3 separate regions of the Mus musculus genome follow, and all the other regions are linked to region 2. The links are chromatin contacts, called in public Hi-C maps. All regions are on one chromosome and are shown on one strand. Each heading gives the region's core, a stretch centred on a gene start, on an enhancer-like site or on the middle of the called end of the contact. The rest is flanking DNA. Distances are from core to core; before and after follow the strand shown. Region 1 has its middle 39 kb from the start of Palmd. Region 2 holds the start of 4930455H04Rik (RIKEN cDNA 4930455H04 gene). Region 3 overlaps Palmd (palmdelphin).

Evidence for each region. A called contact is a pair of places that touch in the nucleus more often than the background predicts.
Region 1: a Hi-C map of forebrain shows a contact between it and region 2, with 4 times the contacts expected there. The contact joins the enhancer-like site here to the promoter of 4930455H04Rik in region 2. A contact is called at or near these places in 2 of 39 promoter capture datasets (hippocampal neurons and macrophages), 8 of 484 Hi-C or Micro-C datasets (the AML12 cell line, brown adipocytes, cerebral cortex and 4 more), 1 of 115 datasets of contacts at active chromatin or transcription factors (embryonic stem cells) and 3 of 9 other capture datasets (adipose tissue, liver and pancreatic islet).
Region 3: a contact with region 2 is called in a Hi-C map of muscle stem cells, with 2.2 times the contacts expected there. The contact joins the enhancer-like site here to the promoter of 4930455H04Rik in region 2. A contact is called at or near these places in 3 of 39 promoter capture datasets (hippocampal neurons and liver), 1 of 15 datasets of contacts at CTCF or cohesin (the NIH/3T3 cell line), 9 of 484 Hi-C or Micro-C datasets (the C2C12 cell line, the HL-1 cell line, liver and 4 more), 4 of 115 datasets of contacts at active chromatin or transcription factors (cardiomyocytes, embryonic stem cells, heart atrium and 1 more) and 3 of 9 other capture datasets (adipose tissue, liver and pancreatic islet).

Annotation. Positions count from the first base shown.
Region 1 is chr3:117,005,971-117,010,666 of GRCm38.p6, forward strand. No RefSeq gene overlaps it. Among named protein-coding and RNA genes, the nearest start is that of Palmd, 39 kb to the left of the region's middle. Within about 2 kb of position 1,576, at least 18 of the 459 cell types and tissues checked have an H3K27ac peak or open chromatin away from gene starts, as enhancers often do. A contact at or near this core is called in cortical neurons, forebrain and hippocampal neurons, where this site is marked.
Region 2 is chr3:116,966,511-116,971,004 of GRCm38.p6, forward strand. 4930455H04Rik (RIKEN cDNA 4930455H04 gene) reads left to right here and starts at 1,757. Exons shown (of 3, transcript NR_040596.1): 1 at 1,757-2,089; 2 at 3,693-3,766. Palmd (palmdelphin) reads right to left here and starts at 2,442. Exons shown (of 8, transcript NM_023245.3): 1 at 1,988-2,442. The coding sequence starts at 2,032. It overlaps Gm52613 (a long non-coding RNA gene), which reads left to right and starts at 512. Exons shown (of 2, transcript XR_003954544.1): 1 at 512-762; 2 at 1,216-1,506.
Region 3 is chr3:116,927,808-116,932,120 of GRCm38.p6, forward strand. All of the region lies in intron 3 of Palmd (palmdelphin), which reads right to left. Among named protein-coding and RNA genes, the nearest start is that of Gm32148, 23 kb to the right of the region's middle. Within about 2 kb of position 1,379, at least 18 of the 459 cell types and tissues checked have an H3K27ac peak or open chromatin away from gene starts, as enhancers often do. A contact at or near this core is called in the C2C12 cell line, heart atrium, muscle stem cells and 1 more, where this site is marked.

The DNA.
Region 1 (4,696 bases), core at 326-2,825, 39 kb after region 2:
TACTATTGATTATCACAGAGAGAAACTACCTACCCTGATAGAGTCTCTTCCCCCACATATCTCACCTTTAAAACTTGCTATACTTTGTATCTCTTGTTAGGTAATAAATAACCCAACCCCCAAAATCCCCTTAGTGATTTAATGTACTAATCATCTCTTATAGAAAGAAATTCTGTTCCATAGTTCTCTGGGTCAAGAATTTAGGATCATTTTTACAACATTCCAGTCACAAGCCAGTTGGGGTTGCTGTTATCTGAAGTCTTGACGAAGGCTGGTTAAATCCCATTTTTAAGGTAACCCCCTACAGTGGATGTTGGCCAATTATTTTTGCAATGGTTGTTATCCTTGGGCTTGAGTTTTTTCTATAGTATATGACTGCATTACCCCAAAGAGTAATTAAGATGAGAGATCAAGACAGAAGCTGAAATGTCTGCTCACACTCTGTTCCTCTGCTCACAGACTGTCACTTCTGCTATATTGAACTGCTCATACAGGGTAGTCCTGATTCATCCAAATAGGAACTTGCTCCAGGCAGGAGTGCCTGGAGGCAAGGGTCATTGTAGATTGTGTTTAGAACTGATTACCAAGGGCTAAGCTCTGATCTCCAATGATTACCGTGTGCCCTACTTAAAAAAGTCTCAACCTCCTTCCTAAAGACCCTCAAGTCTCACGCTATTGCAGCATCATCCCAAAGTCTATGATAGTATCACATCAGTCAGATCAGGTGTGGCTTCCTGAATATTGCTCTTCTAGATCCAAAAACTTGGTATCTGTTTCCTACATACCCAGAACCTCCGGATTATGGAATAGGCAGAGGAGAAAAATGAGAGCCACTGTCTCACTGCTCTGAAACACAGCCAAATATCCCTTGCCAACTCTTGTTGTGCTCATCCTTGTTCCTGGGAAGGCATCTGTATGAGGCCTTGACCGCATAAAGTTTTCCTTCTTTTTTTCATTAGGTCAGAATTCATAGTTCAGTGATGTTCTAAATGTGCTTCTTGTTCATAGGGGTTAGGAGCCCCTAAGCTCTCTCATTTTTGTACTCTCAATACAAAAATCTTTTTGAGTCTTCTTGATACAACATAATTCTTTTAAAAGTTTGTGGGTTGCTAATGAATAGTTTACTCCATTATACAAAAGCCAAGCAGGCATGCCTTTCAAGGTGCAACACTCCCCACTTGACTGTGATCTCCTTCAAGGCCACTGAGGAAGTCTTTTCAGGGTCTGAGAACACATTCTCTTCAAAGGAGGGAGTTTGTGAGACTCAGCTTGGAGAATTTAGGCCTATTGACTAATGTTTTCCTTGGATACTCCCTGCGTTATGTCTAAGGTTTTTGCCAAAGATCCTAAAGATTTTTCTCTCTTCTGGATTTAGCCTTTGATTTAAATTCATCCCTTGATTTGATACTTTTGGGAGAGTTAAGAACAAGGGTTTCAGCCAATCCTGACTTCTTCATATGCGGTGTTTTTTCTTCTTCTTAGCTCATTTGTCCGCTGCTGTTTAACTGTAAGCACGGAAAAGAAGCCAGGTGGCACTTTTAGCACCCTGCCTGGAAATCTCCTCAGTGGGAACATCCAGTCGATTAAATACATTTTCCACTTTGCCGGTTACTGCAGGCAGCGGTACTGCTAATCTTTCTGTTGCTATGTGGGTAGGATGTCTTTTCATCCAGCTTTTGGTAACATTTCCTGCATTTTAATCTCTCCCCTCCATTTTCTAGAAATACTGTAGGTTCACAACCATACTGGATGGGAAACAGTGTTCCTATACATGCCTCCCCCTTCTTGCCCCCCTCCCCTCAGAAAGCCTCCCCCAAAAATCTCTGTAGGTGGGCCTGTGCATTTCTATAACCAGCGAGACTCCATGCAAGCAGCATTTTAAAAAAATTTTTTTAGTTTTTTACTTATTCACTTTACATCCTGATCACTGACTACATCCTGGTCACCCACAATCCTTCCCCCATCTCCCCTCCCTTTCTCCTCTGAGCAGGTGGGAGCCCCCTGGGTATCCTGTCCTCCCGGGCACTTCAAGTATCTGTGAGATTAGGTGCTTTAGAGAAAGGCCACCCATGGCAGACAAGGCAGCTCAGTTATAAGAACATATCCCATGTACAGGCAACATCTTTTGGAATAGCCCCCACTCCAGCTGTTCTGAACCCAAATGAAGGCCAAGCTGCACATCTGCTACTTATGTTCGTGGAGGCCTAGGTCTAGCTCATGTATGTTCTTTGGTTGGTGGTTCAGATTCTGAGAGCCCCAAATGTCCAGGTTAGTTGACTCTGTTGGTCTTCCTGTGGAGTTCTGATCCCCATTCTGGGCCGTCAATCCTTCCTCCTGTTCTTCTACAAGAGTCCCCAGGCTCTATCCACTGTTTGGCTGTGGGTGTCTGTATCTGTCTGACTTGGCTGCTGGGTGAAGCATCTCAAAAGGGCAACCTGCTCCTGTCTGCAAGCAAAGCAGAGTATCATTAATAGGCACACAACATTCTTATTTATTTATTATTAGATATTTTCTTTATTTACATTTCAAATGTTTTCCCCTTTCCAGGTCTTCCTTTCAGAAACCCTCATCACATCCCCTCCCCCTTCCTCTAGGAGGGTGCCCCCCAACCTACCCACTCCCACCTCCACACCCTGGCAATCCCCTACACTGGGACATCAAACACCCTCAGATCCAAGGGCAGCTTCTACCACTGATGTCCAACAAAGCCATCCCCTGCCACATATGAGGCCAGAGCCATGAGTCCCTCCATGTGTACTGTTTGGTTTGTGATCCAATCCCCAGGAGCTCCAAGGGGGTCTGGCCTGTTGACACTGTTGTTTTCCCCACTGGGGTTACAAACCCTGTCAGCTCCTTCAGTCCCTTCTCCAACTTCTCCATCGGGGACCCTACGCTCAGTCCAATGGTTGGCTGTGAGCATCTGTCTCTGTATTTGCTAGGCTCTGACAGAGCCTCTCAGGAGACAGCCATATCAGGCTCCTGTCAGCAAGCACTTCCCAGCATCCACAATACCATCCAGGTTTGGTGACTGAATATGGGATGGATCCCCAGGTGGGACAGTCTCTGGATCACCTTTCCTTCAGCCTCTGCTCCATACTTTGTCTCCATATTTCCTCCTGTGAGTATTTTGTTTCCCCTTTGAAGAAGCACTGAGCACACAGCATTCTTAACCAGAGTTCACAGTTTAGTGCTCACTCTTGGTGAGTTGGACACGCATGTACATATGTATCCAACATTATAGTGTCATTTATATAGTATACAGATACACACACACCCATACACACACCTATATCTCCTGTTTTTGTGTTTGTCACTGTGACAAATTCCCTGACAAAAAAACAACAAAGGGTATAAAAAGATTTTTTGGCTTACAATCCCAAATTATAATTAATCAGTTTGGGGAAGTCAAGGCAGGACCTCAAGCAGCCAGCCACATCATAGCTTGCATTGTGTTCACTTCTCCTCCCTTATGCTGTTCAGGACCCTCAAGTATAGTGGATGGTGCCACCCACAGAGGACTAGCTTACCTACAGCAATTAACAGTTCCCCACTGACAAGTCCACAGGCCAACTTGCTCTCTGTAATCCCTTATTAAAACTCTCTTCCCAGGTAATTCTAGGCTGTGCCAAATTGATGGTTAAAACTAACCTGCACAATCCATACTTTCTTGCCATTGTCGTCATAGCTTTGCCCTTTTCAGAATATCATATATTTGGACTCATATAGTATGCAGCCCTTTCAGATTGGATTCGGTCATGTACTAATGTCTTTCAAGTTTTCTTCATTCTTTTTCGTGGCTTGAGAGCTCATTTCTTCTTAGCCTTGAATAACACACCATTATCTGTATGGGTCACAATTTAGTGATCTGTTCCCTCAATTTCTGTAAAATGTGTACTGAGAGCCTCTGTGAAGCACTCCAGGACTTTAACAACCTTTTATTCCAAGTCCATTATGTTTTACTAAAATTTTTTCAAGGTTCTTGTAGTTCTGTGGGTCACTCCATCTCTAGTCATTCCCTGGTACTTTATTTAGGCTTTCACTACAGATCATTCCATTTCCAGGAACCAAAATAACCTCTACCAGCAGGGTTTGCTAAGAGAACAATGCGTACATATAAACATGCCTTATTGTGCATAAAAAACAATAACATACGTGCACAGTGACAGGATTTTTAAAAGAGATTTGTGAGTGCAGTTGTGGAATTGATTGCAGGATTTATACAAAGCTGTTGTTTTTGTATCTGGCAACAGAGTTTTTGCAGTTTGCAGGAAGAGAAGAGAATCGTTCCTGAAGACGATTTGGCATTTAATCGTTCTTCACCTGTCTCCAAGCCTCTAACTTGATTGATGGGCATGCCCTGCAAGAGAAGCTGGCCGCCCTCACCACAGAGCTAAACACACACCTGCTTCAGGACTTGGAGGAACTGGAGCAGGTGTTTCAGCAGGAGATTGGAAGTCACATGCTGAGCTGTTTCAGCTAAGCAGGTGAGCAGCAGAATCAGAAACGGCAGCGTTGTTCCTTGTAGAGTATAGAGAGACTGATGTTCCCTTCCTACCATGTGTAGGTCTCTTGTATTCCAAATTCTTCTGGGCAAGGAGGAGAATGCTGGGAGATTTCACTGAGTCAATACAGTACAAGTCTGGAAGGATGATTGTCCACCTTATGTTCTTGTAAAAGATACATTAAATTTAACTAT
Region 2 (4,494 bases), core at 507-3,006:
ATAAACTTTTGCCAGTTTTTACCCTACAGGCTTTAAGCAAGAATTTTACTTTCAAGCTAAGTTTTGTGACTGTACCTCCAAGACTTAATTAACTCTAAAGGGATATGTTTGGGCTCGTGGGATAATTTTTAAAAGTTTATTAATTTTAACAGTGAAAGTATCTCTATATTCAGGAACCTGCCTACCTACTCAATTCCTTTTAAGGCATTTTGATCTTCTATATCTAATTGCACCTGAAGCCTCAGTGAAAATTCCTTGGCTTTCTGAATAACTCTCAGCCGCCATCTACTTGGACCATGCCCTAGTTCACTAAATGCTCTAAGCTGCAAACCACACTTAGCAAGACCTTAAAATAAGATGTTCCCCAGTTCAGTAGCAGAGACACAGAAGAAGGTGTCTGTGTGCATCACCGAGTCAACTGTTTCATTTGGTTATCCGGGAGGTAAAGCCGTGGGGAGAAATGGAACCTAGTTGTGAGCGACTCACACGGCCCAGTGAAGTAACCTTTAGCCAACAGCTGTAATGTGAAAGGGCCATGCCAAGAACAACAGAGCACAGTGGAGTTCCTGTCCCTTCTAGGAGGACAGCTGAAGCTGTGGCCGGATTTAACAACAAAACAAAACAAACAAAAATCCAGGCCAAGGTTTTTAAGATGAAAGGAAAAAATACAGTAATTAGAATTCAGAAATTAAAAAGTACTCTCTATAGAAAGGTGCCCAGGCTGCTTAGTGGACTCTTGGCTCCTTTTCACTGGTGAAGAAAGTAGGTTTTTATTTATCCTTTCTGGGTAGGAGGGAAAAAACCCCCGCTATATTCCCTTAGTGTGTGTGTGTGTGTGTGTGTGTGTGTGTGTGTGTGTGTATGCACAACAAAACCTAAATTAGGATTTGCTTAATTAATTGTGAGAATTTGAGGAGCAAAGAGTTGGATAACCTCCTATCTACCTTGATTTAGTGTCAGTTTTTCAGAAAGTAGTTACTTCTTTTTTGACGGTTAATTTCAGTGTCAGAAAATGTGACGCACAGGGGTGTGGATTTGCCAAGTTGCTTTTCCTTGCAAAAATGCTATCAAAAGTTACAGCTAATAACGATAGATGACCAGGTCAGGGACTTCCAGGTTATCGTCACATACAGCAGTTTGGAAGCAAATGAGAAAAAGAATGGTATCATTTAAGAAAAGTGACTCATTTCTTGCTTTGATTTTTTTTTTCCCCAGAACAAACATCAAGTGTACTACTTTTCTTCCCGGAATTAGGGAAATATTTTCCAAGTCCATCTTGTGCATGGCTCCTGTATTGAGACCTTATTCGGACTATGTCTGTCCTTCTGTACTGGAAAACTGATCTGCGAGAATTACTCTGATGCGTGCCTTCGCTACTTTTCTTCTGTTTTAATACTTCGCATATATATATATGCATACATACATACACCAAGCTTTGCTTTAATTCAGTTAGGTTTGTCTGGAATATACTTTGACACATGAATAAAAATGTTTCCGATTTTCTTCCTTTTGATCTACCTCTTTAAAAAAAAACTTTTGGGGGTTCTATTCATTGCTTTGAAAAGTTTTCCAGTTAGGCATCTATAAGAACATTTGTCCGATAGAAGGAATTTGAAGAAAAAACCCTAAACTTCAGATATCCACAGAAGGTGAGGAGAGTTTACAAACTATTTATAAAAACAAGCAAACAAGCAAACAACCCTTGATTATCGTTTAGAATGCAAACACCATCTGTAAATTCCAGAACCATTTCCCTGGATCTCAGGTTCTGAAGCCCCAGTGTCATGGAGGGTCACAAGGGTTAAGAGAAGCAGACCAGAGTCCACGAAGGCTTAGTTCTGTTTCTCTACTTGGAAGGCCTGGGAGACAAGGACAGCTAGCAACGTCGCCTGTGCCGGTGCCGGTGCCGGTGCCGGTGCCGGTGCCGGTGCCGGTGCCGTTTGTCTAAGCAACCACCTTACTGACTTAAAACTCTATGTAGACTTACAGTGATGGCCTGGAGTCTTCCCTTCACCAGCTCAGCTTCTTCCATTCTAGAAGTCAAGGACAGGCAGACGCTGAAGGAAGTCCAAAGCTACCATAAATCAAGGTGCGTCCTTGGAGAGGGGAGCTGGAGATGACAGAAGAGACACGGAGAGAAATCCGCTCTTTGCAGCAGGGAGAGAGGAAGAGAATTCCGAACTGTCAGGAGCGGAGCGGCTCAGAGCCCATGCACAGATGAGGCCAGACAGACACATGTAATGAGGGTGCACTGGGGAGGCAGACGCTGAGGCTGCTGGCACGAGTTGACTGACAAGTTTGAACGGCAGCCGCACAAGCCCTTTTCCTTCAGGGGCTGCCAGCTCTTTGTTGTGCTGTGCACGGTTAGCGAGACACATTTTCTTATTAACTGTTCCTTACCCAAGTCATTATTTTCCAGGAGTGGCGCAGGGAGCTGCCGTGCTGAGTGTCGGGGTCCGGGCAGCCCAGGTTTTCCTGTGAGCCTGTGTGTGTTTAAAGTTATCTCGCTTAGTTTATCTCGGGGGGGGGGGGGGGATGAGAGAGAGAGAGAGAGAGAGAGAGAGAGAGAGAGAGAGAGAGAGAGAGAGAGAGAGAAGTGCTAAGTCACTTGTTTGTTATCTCCCTCTGCTTGGCTTTAGGTAATGGTGATGGCTCCTTTAGTAACCGAAGAACCCTTAGAGTAGAATATTTGCATCAAGCTCAGCTCCCCTCTCAAAGTCCCACCGCAGGCAGCCTTCTGACAGAGACCTTAGACTCTTAGGTCTTGGAAAGCAAAACAAAACAAAACAAAACAAAAAAACCCAAAGGTGTTAACGTGATGATTGATGTTGGATATCTGGGGACTGCAGCACCTTTTTTGGACCCCATTCAAAAAAAACAAAAAACAAAAAACAAAAAACAAAACAAAACAAAACAAAAAAACAAACCCCGACAATCTTCAATTTCAGGAAGGTGCCCATTTTGACAGCCTGAAGTTATGCAAGAGCAAGGAGCGAGCCTGTGAAAGTGTGCCCTGGGTGGACAGTCCCTGCCCTTTAAGGAAGGCAGTGAACCCCGGGGAAACTCAGGTCAGAGCAGAGCCCAGGAAGCTTTGCAATGGACTTTGTTTTCTTTTTCCCACCTATTCTTTAAGTGCATGTTGATGTGGTGAGCCCCAATTACCATCCACCACATTATTATGTGTTTGGATCAGCCCTTTAATATCACCATTCAGGCAGGGAGGTTAAATAGACAAGGCTGACACTGAACACACTGGCGTACATTTCTTTGTGCTTTTGATATTTGTTATAGTAGTAGCTAATATTTGTCCATAGACAAATGCATCTCATCTTATTTATCTTAGGGGTGTTGAGAGATAGGTGCTATTATTCCTATTTTAAAATGAGGCAACAGGCTCAGGGAGATCATTTGCCACATGGCTAATAAGTAGCAAAGCCAGGATGGGGATGTCAGCTGTCTGACTTTGTAAAGCCATTCATCAAGCAATGCCCAAGGGCACTGGGCAAAGAGAGACACGGGCTGAAGGTTAAATCAATCTTCATGCGGGAGCTGGACCAAGCCTCCTCCTCTGCCAAACTCCCGGAGATGCTTATAGACGGATAGGAAAACTCTAGGTAGAACCTTGTGTTATTCTATTCTGCAGAAACGTATAGACCTTAGATTGCTTCATACTTTTATTTGGATCTCCCCAGCCACAGAGGCCACACCCTGAGCCAGTCACCGGAAGAACAAGATTATCGCTTTCAAGAATCTGAAATCACAAAGGGTTAGTATTTAGAATATAGAAAGAACATCAAAACTTAGGCACCAAAGAAATAAGGTTGTCCATTGATAAATGGACCAATGATCTAAACCAAAGAAACACAATTCAAAGGAAGAAATTGGCCAGCGGGTATCTGAAAAGGTGGTCAACATCTCTTGCCATCAGGGAAATTCAAATCACTGGAGTGAGCTGGTTACTATCAAGAAAATGGAGAAATGGCAACAAATCTAGGAAAGATGTGGGGAAGAGGAAACACCTGATACTGGTGGTGGGATTGTGAACTGGTGTGGCCATAGGAGAAATCAAATGGGGAGGTTTGTTACAAAAAAATAGAATTACCATATGATCCAGCCGTTCTGCTCCTGGAGATACACCTGAAGGATGCCAGATCCCACTCTTAGGACACTTGTCTATCCATGCTTAATGCAGTTCTTTTCATAGTAGCGAGAACATGGAATCAGTTTCCATGTCTGTCAACAGATCAATGGATAAACAAAATGTGGCATTTTATTCAGTTGTGGATAACTGAATAACAAAGTTAGGAAATCTGCAGGAAAATAAGTGGAACTAGAAAACATTGTTTCATGCAAAGTAACCCAGGCTCAGAAAGACAAATACTGTATATTCTCTCTCATATGGGAACTGTGGCCTCTAACTGTTAAATATGTGTAAATACAGATGGGCGTCAGCAAGGATAAGCATGAGGAAAATAGGAAGGGCTCTGTCTCAGT
Region 3 (4,313 bases), core at 129-2,628, 39 kb before region 2:
CAGTCTCACATCTCGTACCACACCTAATGCACAGAAGGTTTCCAACGCTTGAACAGTTTTTAATCCAAGTCTTATTACTTTTATTTAGTTTTACATAGAGACTTCTCAGATATAAAGGTTAATTTTGATGGCCAATTGGATTAAATAATCCCAGGACATTAATAGAGCATACCATTAGGCTTGTCTGTGAGGGTTATTCCTGGGAGATTTAACTGAGATGAGGAGACCCACAATAGTCATGACTGAGGACCCAGACCAAATAGTCTCTCTCTTTCTCTCTCTCTCTCTCTCTTGCTTTCTCTATATCTCACTCTCCCTTGCTTTCTCTTTCTCGCTCTCTCACTTCCTCTCTTTTCTTCTCTCTCTTCCCCCTCAATCTTTCTCTGTGTGTTTGTCTGTCTGTCTCTGTCCCTCTTTCTCCCCCTTCCCTCTCTTCCTCTTTCCCCCTCTCTGTCTTCTGTGTGATCAGCTGCTGCATGCGGCTCCTGTTTCTGTGCCCTCCCTGGCTTTACCTATTGCATCTCCTCAAGCCGTGGGTCCCAATAAATCCTTCCTGTTTTGAGTTGCACATTTGTCACAGGGATGAGAAAGCTAACTAGTATGTTAGTGAAGCTTTCGGCTTTGGCCTCATTATCTTTGTTGCAATGGTTACGGTTGCTTCCACACAAACCAGAATAACTTATTCCATTAAGAGGCTCCTTAGGCTGAAGGTGGCTGCACAGGCTTGATGATAGAGCTCTGGAGGCTGAGGCAGGGAGCCTGAGGCTTTGAGGCTAGCCTGAGGTACAAACAATGTGGTTTGAAAATCAGGGAGGGAAGTGAGTTTGAGGCCAGCCTGGTCTACAGAGTGAATTCCAGGACAGCAGGGTTACACACAGAGAAACCCTGTCTCAAACATAATTCCTTACCACCACCCCCAAAACGGACATAGTCTCACCATGTAACAGTCAACTGTACTGCTGTGTGGGAACTCACTGTGAAGACCAAGCTGGCCTAGGACTTGCAGAGATTTGCTGGCCTCAAACTCTTGAGTGCTGAGATGAAAGAAGTATGCCACCACACCTGGCCCTTGTCCATTCTGACATCAGAAATGACACTGTTTTAAGCTCCTTGAGCACTATGCTCTTTTCTGAGTAGGAAGGAGAGATGGACAAATGGACAAGATCCTAATATAACGGTCTCATTTTCTGTGGTGTGATAGTAGATACGCATAGCCTGATAATGTGCAAAGGAACTGACAAAGAGGTACACTCATGGACTGTTCCACAGACTCTGAACTCATACCAGCATGCGGATGAAGTTCAGGACTGTCTGCTCTGTGTGATTCCACAGACCCTGGCAGCTGCAGTTACCAAGGCTGGCTCTTCCAGCCATGAACCATGTGTAGTCTTTGCCAGACACTCTGAGCTCACAAGTCAGCTGCCTCGGAGGACAGCTGATTTGACATGACAGCTGGTCCAAGAGACGCCAGCTGTGGATATTCATGTCAGCTAACATAATTGTCAATTTGCTTGGCCTCCTTCTTGAAGATAGCATGGGCCTGGCTGCTCCAGAATCTTAGGCCACTGTCACACTATTAAAAATCCAAGAATATGATTGTCTTGGCCACTCTACTCATTGTGTTAACTCCAGGTCTGATATTGATGTGGTCTCTGAGCATTTGAAGGCCATTTATAGCTGAGGCGGTTTTCTTGAACATCATACAACTTCAAGTGAATTATAGTACCCCTGGTTTCTTAGGAGATGCCTGCCATTAAAAAAGAAAATTCCTCCAGGTATCTGGTAGCGTTCTCCCATCAGTAGAATTATGAAATGAGTCCTGAATTAGGAAATGTGTGGTGAGCTACTCTGGTAGAGTGGAAAACGACTAAAAGTGGTAGATCTGGATTCTAGAGTCTTTGCTACACATTATAGTCAATTTCTTTAACCTCCGAAAAACTCAGCTTTGCAATGTGCATGATGAGAATAACAATACCTGCCTTGTTTTGTTCAGATGTTAGGTGAAACTAGGAGAGATGATGATGCTCATGTAAGGCAGTTGGACATGGCAGGTGACAGGTATGAGCTTGTTCTGGAGAGGAATCTCAAGGCTTTCCATAACACATTCTACCTTTGTCCCCCTTCACTGCCCACCTAAGGGCTCTCTTCCCAATATGTGTGTTAGACACGGGGTGTAAAGGGGAACCTGGGTAGAAATGAAGGAGGTTCAAAAACTCTTAAATCTCAGCCCCCCCCCCCCCCGCTGTGAAATGAAAGAAATGTAGGCTTGAATTCGGCTTCATCTGCCAACTTCCTGTGTGACCTGAGACTAATCACGGAGACTAATCTTTGTCTTCATTCATTTATGCATCCACATAAAATGTTTACTGAGTGTATTCACTGTACCAGGAACTATTCTATATGATAGTGTTATGATAGTAAAAAATGGAGAGGTTGATATTTTAGCAGGAAACAGTGCATTAATACCCAGGCTGGCAGGGTTGTTCTGAGAAAGGTCTGATGTAAAATGTTTCAGGCTTATAGTCCACATGTTGGTTATGTTATTCATTCATTTGTTTCCCCTTTATTTGTGCTGTGTAACACTTCAATTGTGTGTGTGTAGCATTCCTATTTTGTGTCCATAAAAATACAGAACAGGGCTAGATGGGTTCTAGGCCATAGTTTGCCAACTCCTGCATTAATAATTGTATATATGCATGCCTGTTTGTATATGCATATAACATCTAGTTACATATATATTATACATTTAACAAACATGTATATAAGCACATATATATTTCTATATGAAAAATATTCCCATAAAAAGGCATAATGGATTACCAGGATTAAGGGCACATAATATTGTTCTGGAGATGATGTCTCTTTATACAAATGTTGTGTGTGACAATGAATGAGTGCAGAGCATAAAAACATGCTCCCTAGAGAGCAGGGTAGATTAAAAAACTTGAGGGGAGACACAGGTAGCAGGAACATATAGGGTCTTGGACATAGGAAGGTTTGTGGATGGGGGGTGTCTATTGCCATATCACTATCAGAAGCAGGGTCTGCACTGGTTGCTCCTTGGATGGGAGACTTCACTGGAGAAAGCAGCATGGAGATTAGCTGTTAATAGTATGGATAAAGATGACCTGGTCTAAGATAGTGGCTTCTAGGAAAATGAGAAATGATGAAGTCATAAGAGTATTTAAAAGAGAGAACTTCCAGGATTTATTGGTAGATTATAGATTACAGGTGAGAGAGAAAGGGGGAAGGAGGAAGGGAGGCGGAGGGGAGAAGGGGGAGGGTGAGGGTGAGGGTGACGGGGAGGGGGAGGGGGAGGGGGAGGGGGAGAGGGAGAGGGAGAGGGAGAGGATGCTGCCATTGTTAGGACCCGAGTAACTGGAAACCCACAAATGTAACTGGTTGAACTGAAATTGGGAGATGAAGGCAGGAGGCTGGTGGACTGGGTTAAATCTCAGTCAGGTGCTATACAAAGGTTTTGGATGTAAAGGCAGTGCCCAGAGGAGTCTGGGTTTGAAGACATGAATTTGGAAGTAAGTATGTATAGCCATATGTGTGGGTTTCCTAAATCCCACATGCATATCAATTTCCTAGAAAATAAAAGAGATAGATAAAAATTCCAAGCTTGAGGATGGCACAGAGAGTAAAGGTTCAATCTTTATGGCCTATACGGTGGAAGGAAGAACTGTCTTCTGTAGGTTGTCCTCTAGCCTCCACAGGCACACCGCAGTACACATAGACTCCTTACCACTCTCTAACAAGTAAATAAACATGTATTTTTAAAAATACCAAGGTCTGGTCAATGTTAAATACCCATCAAGGCTTAACTAAGAAACAAAAGAAGTAGAGTGCACAGCAAACTCTCGTTTCTTCCTGTCTGCCTCTCTTTGATTTAGTTCTTAGTCTGCCTGGCCAGTGTCATCTTGGTGAATCATGACATGTTGGGTATCATTTCCCTCTGAAGAAAAGGCAGAGGATAAGGTAATGCTATATGAGTCACATGAATGCTTTTAGAATAATATGATAAAAATATGAGGCTGGAGACTTGCTGACCATCACAACATTTGCTAATGAATGTTTGTGAAGCTTCTCCAGGCTTAAGGTGGATGTCACATTACCAGGAGTCTTCAGTCTAATGATACATCACGATGTTTGTGAGAACTAAACAAAAAACAATGCTTGCCCTGTGTTCTCCTCTCCTTGGTTTCAAACAGGAGAGTAAGGAAACATCTTGGTGGTGATTGCTTAGAAGCTTCTCAGAGGAGGAACACACTGATGGAGACTGTCTCATATAGTTTCCACTGAGTGCAAAC